2 separate regions of the Muntiacus reevesi genome follow, and region 2 is linked to region 1. A link is a contact called in public Hi-C data. All regions are on one chromosome and are shown on one strand. Each heading gives the region's core, a stretch centred on a gene start, on an enhancer-like site or on the middle of the called end of the contact. The rest is flanking DNA. Distances are from core to core; before and after follow the strand shown. Region 1 holds the start of PDP1 (pyruvate dehydrogenase phosphatase catalytic subunit 1). Region 2 holds the start of VIRMA (vir like m6A methyltransferase associated).

Evidence for each region. A called contact is a pair of places that touch in the nucleus more often than the background predicts.
Region 2: a contact with region 1 is called in a Hi-C map of muscle, with 6 times the contacts expected there. The contact joins the promoter of VIRMA here to the promoter of PDP1 in region 1. A contact is called at or near these places in 2 of 3 Hi-C or Micro-C datasets (blood and muscle).

Annotation. Positions count from the first base shown.
Region 1 is chr12:10,903,787-10,906,337 of mMunRee1.1, forward strand. It overlaps PDP1 (pyruvate dehydrogenase phosphatase catalytic subunit 1), which reads left to right and starts at 1,288. Exons shown (of 2, transcript XM_065902757.1): 1 at 1,288-1,436.
Region 2 is chr12:11,463,105-11,465,655 of mMunRee1.1, forward strand. It overlaps VIRMA (vir like m6A methyltransferase associated), which reads right to left and starts at 1,271. Exons shown (of 24, transcript XM_065902509.1): 1 at 1,074-1,271. The coding sequence starts at 1,136.

The sequences.
Region 1 (2,551 bases), core at 38-2,537:
GTTTTTAACAGTAGGCAGGGTAAGTGCAATGAGCTATCTGATACCATCTCCAAAGAAGTTTTCAGAAGCCACTATCAATGACTCGGTTAATAAAGAGGGGATTACGTGTGGACAGAAGCAAGTGAAGCAGTCCCGGCCATGTCTACCCTTTAACCAAGACTGCCAACGCCACCCCAACCCAGCTTACAGAAGTGGAAACTGAGTCTCACGGAGCGGAAGTGACTTGGATGATGGTCCTGACACAGAAAGTCCAGGGTTCTTCCCATTTTCGCATTGTGCGTTCTACTCTTTTCCTATCCACGGCAAATAAACACTGATTTCAAAGTCCTTCAGAAAACGTGGTGTGCCTACAATGCGGGAGACCTGGGTTCAATCCCTGGGTCGGGAAGATCTCCTGGAGAAGGAAATGGCAGCCCACTCCAGTACTCTTGTCTGGAAAAGTATGGATGGAGGACCCTGGCAGGCTATAGTCCACGGGGTGGCAAAGGGTCTGACACGACTGAGCGACTTCACTTTCTTTCAGAAAATGTGACCACACACACCTATTTGACAGAGTCAAGAATTTCTTCATCATAACCTCCCCTGGCTGCTGTTCAGACCGCCTTTCTCTCCCTGGGCCCTGAGACGTGTCCAGAAAATGACAGAAAACATGCTCCAAAGCCAATGCTCCGAAAAGAATCCCATGAACCAGGCCTCAGATACACCGGGGTTCTCTCATGCCTTGTTATTCCAGGTAGGGCCGTCTCTGGGAATTTAGCTTCCCGTTGGGAAGGGAGCCTCCTCTCGCAGCCTAAACCTACGAAGCCCCAGCCCACCCCCGTAAGGAGGGAAGAAGGCTCGCCGAGGTGCCGGGGCGTCGTGGAAGCCTGTCTGCGGGAAACGGCCGTTCACCGGCCCTGCCCGCTCGGGGACGCTCGTGCGGACCCCGGCGCTTCCTCCCTCCAGGCCCTTCAGTCAAGCCCGCGGCCGCGCGCGGCCCCGCCTTCACTCGACTATAGTGGGTGCGGGAGCGGGCGCGGGCGCGGGCGCGGTCACGTGAGGCGGGCCCTCGGAGCCAATGGGCAGCTCACGCGGAGTGAATGGGCGTGTCTGACCCTCGTGACGTTACAAAGCGGGCGGGGAGCGCGCGGCTCTTCCGCCCCCACGCGCCGAGCTGCGGCCCACTCGGCTGCGCCCCGCCCCCTCGCCACTGCGCACCCAATGGGAAGGCGGGAAGCGCTCGGGGCCCGAACTTTCGGGCGGGGCAGGGCGGGGGCCCGGCTCGGCTTGGGGGGGCGAGAGGGGGCGAGAGGGGGCGGGGCGGAGTGAGCCGGCCTGGGGCCCGGGGCCGCGCTCCCGCGAGTCGCGGCGGCTCGTGAGGAAGGACTGCCGGGAGGTGCCCCCGCCGCCACCGCCTCCTCGTTGAGAAGAAGCGGCTCCTCCCCCTGCCGTGCCCGGTTCGTATTCCCTCACCCCAGCGCCGAGCCGCACCGTCCGGAATCCTCTTCCGCCCGCCCGAAGTTGTGAGGGGGGCGGCCGGCGCGCGTGAGGAGACGAGCCTGGGGGCGCCAGGTGCGCGCTCGAGGGGCGTCGCGGCCGCGGCGGGCGTGACTGCGCCAGGGGGCTGCCCGCGGGGCTCCAGGTCCGGGGCGGGGGGGTGGGCCCGCTGGCCGCGCCCGGGGCGCCGTGAGGGCCGGCGCGAGGGTGGATTCCGGGGCAGGTGCGGCTCAGGTGGCGCGGGGTCGCTCGGCCTGAGGATTTCCCCCCCTCACACGCACACCCCCGTTCCAGGGTGACCCCCGTGGGCCGACCCTCGGTTTTCAGGTCTGCGGCCGGCGCGGCGTGGGCGGGCGGAGGATGCCGCACTCCCGTGGGCTCCGCACCGGGGCTGGATGGACCGGCCGGTCCCGGGGCGCGCCTCCGCCGGCGTCCGGGCCCCCGCCGCTTCCAGCTGTAGCTCCGCGGCTCCCGAGGGGTGGGTTTGTTGGTTAGATTTCCGCCCTCCTCCCCACTCCCTGTCTTGCGCCTCCATCCTCTTTCCCCAACCCCACCCCACCCCACCTCCTAGCCCCATTCACCCGGCTGCAGCGAGACCTCGCCCCTCCTCCTCTCGCGCCTCCCCTGCCGACGCCTCCTCTAATGAGCATCTCTGCCTTGCTTTTCAATGGGCCGGTGCCGCTGTCGCTGCTGCTCTCCGCGCGGGTTGTGGATGTTGTCGGCTCCGTGTTGTGATGACAGGAGAATGTGTGTGTGTCCCGGGCCCAGACGAATTGGTAGGTATTCCCTTAACTACCTGGCGTTGGGTACCCAGGAAGGATGATGACTGATTTTGCGTGTGGATGGTCTTAGGTGGGTCTGTGTGGAATGAAGAGGTGAGGTAGGTAGAAAAGGGAGGGGGGTACAAAGGGATCCTGCACCAGGATAGCAGTTGATGCCTTAAGTGAGTGCCATTGTACCTGAGGTAGGGTACAAAGGAAACTGATCAAACAAGTGCTGACTTGGGGCTTCGGAATCTTCCAAAGGCAGACGGTTTCTTCATTCATATAGAGATAACAGGAGCTGTGAAATGGCT
Region 2 (2,551 bases), core at 21-2,520, 560 kb after region 1:
GGAGCCTGGCGGTCTACATAGTCCATGGGGTCGCAGAGTCAGACACAGCGAAGTGCACACAAGGATATATTGTACAGCACTGGGAATACAGCCAATACTTTATAATATCTCTAAATGCAATATAATCTATAAAAAGTGTAAAGCACTATGTTGTACTCTTGAAACTAATAATGTAAATCAAGTATACCTCAATTAAAAAAAAAAAAAAGTTGTCTAAATTACGTCTACACTTAAAGAGAAATGTGAGCTCTGGGGTTTCTTTTAAGTTTCTCTACGGACTTCATTACTGTTCGTTGTTGGCCGGTTTTCGGGAACCTCTGGTTAACTAGTTATTTAATTTATATATGGCAGAGCGAGTCATACATTCAAGGGCACTCAAGTTAATACACAACAATTACAACAGCCCACTCTCACCCCTCAAGACAACACAATTGTTCTCTACAGTCTGACTACAAATCTCTCCTCTTCACAAGTATTCTCCATGCAAAGGACGTTCGGTGTACTTCTTGTCCTTACGTGTGAAATCTTTCTAAGAGATAAGTACTTATTAAAGTTTCAGAGCAAACTGGAGAACGCTGCAGTCTTCAACCGAATGAATGTCACGCTTGGGTGGCACGACTCCCGTTAGAAAAGGGACCTAGGAGCAGGAATTTAGAAACCAGAAAACCAACGTGACCCGCTGAGTCACCGACACTGCTGTCAAGCACAAGCTGTCCAAGACCCCTTTCGAAACACCACTTGCAGTAAACGTGATACTCAGGATCCTTTTCAAGGCCCAAAGAGGACCCGAGGGAACTAGTGGGAGAGTGGGGGGAAGCAAAGCCAAGTAGAGCAGCCAACTCAACCAAAGACGACGCGGGGCCTCAAGTAATTCAGGGAAATGAGGAGGGGGTGGGGGAGCTCCCGCCACCCTCCCCAGACGCGGCGCCCACACCCAGGATGAGAGGACAGTGTGTGATGAATTAAAGCGGCAATCGGCACAAGGAAAAGTCGAGGCACGCCTAACGACTTTTTTTTTTTTTTAGGGTCCCCACGTCGAAAAACAGGGTCGGAATCACGTCGCGAAGACGTACCTCGGCGCTCGGGTGCTTGAAAGTGTCTAAAAATAGCAGCTCCATCGCCGAGTCCACCGCCATGTTTGCCGCGGGCGGGGGAAGGGGGAGGACTTCCGGGGCAGCCCTCCAAGCTCGGCGACAGCGGCTGAGGAGAGGGAGAGACGACGGTACTTCCCGTGACCAGAGCGCTGGAGCCGGAAGTCTGGACCTATCGCTACGCGTCGCGCTGCCGGAAGTCGCCTGCCCAGCGTTCTCCAGGGCGGCGGACAGCGCTCTCCCAGCGCCGAGAGATGTAGGGGGGATGGGTGGGCGGGGAAAGGACTACGGAGTCTCCAGTGGTCCAAACCGCGTCGTCCTACCGCGTTTTAGAGCCACGACGACCTCCGGGTGGCCGAGTGCCGAGCGGGCTTAGCAGAGGCGGAGGAGGGTCAGGGAGTCCTGCCAAGTCAGGATACCCGGTCCCGGTGAACCCGCCAGCAAGTAACTTTTCCAGGGCTGGCAGGAACAAGGTGCAGTCAGCGCTCGTGAAAAGTAAGACACTTTTCTTTTTAAAGATGAAACTCTCAAAACGAAGAGGTTATTTTGTTTTTGTTTTTGTTTTCTCATCTGGAAAAATGTCCCTTGTCAATCATAATACCTAATCCACAGGCTTACTGTGAATTTTTTTTTAATTTTCAAAAAATTGTAAAACGTAAAATGCCATGAGCAGTTACCATGTAGAGTGAAAAGGAAGCCTCCTTGGCTCCCTGTTGATAAACACTGCGGCAACTGGAACTGTTTGGTGTATCGTGGCGCAAGTGCAGGAGAGAGCAATTAGGAATTCTCTAGTAAAATCACTCGTGCCCACCCCACTTCTAGCTTCCCAGGTGGCTCTGTGGTCTAGAAGCCACCTGTCAATGGAGGAAACGCCGGAGACTCCGGTTAGACCCCTGGATCAGGAAGATCCTCTGGAGCAGAAAATGGCAACCCACTCCAGTATTCTTGCCTGGAAAATTCTATGGACAGAGGAACTTGGTGGGCTGCAGTTCATCTGTGGCAAAGAGTCTGAAGCGACTGAGCATGCATACCCACACACCCCACTTTTACGAAACTTCTTGCACATGTGCCCAGAGAAATACCTACAGATACAAGAGTATTCATGGCAACACTTTATAGTTTTAAAAAACTGTAAACTTAATTGTCATTAATATGAAATAATCAAAAAGAAAAAAGATCTCAAAAAAATCAGTAAACTCTGGTATGTTTATGCAATGCAAAATATAAAGCAGGTAGAAAGAATGCTGTATTTAATGCTAAATGCAGTTCTATATGTACTAACATGGATAATCTAAAAAATGGTTAAGCAAATACCCATTCACATGTTGAAAAGTGTACAGCATTTAAATAGTTTTAAACATATAAAATAAATTTTTAGGAGCATATATATGTTACAAAATTAAAAAGAAAAGCACTGGAGTGATAAACACTAAAATTTCAAGATAGCGGTGAACCATAGA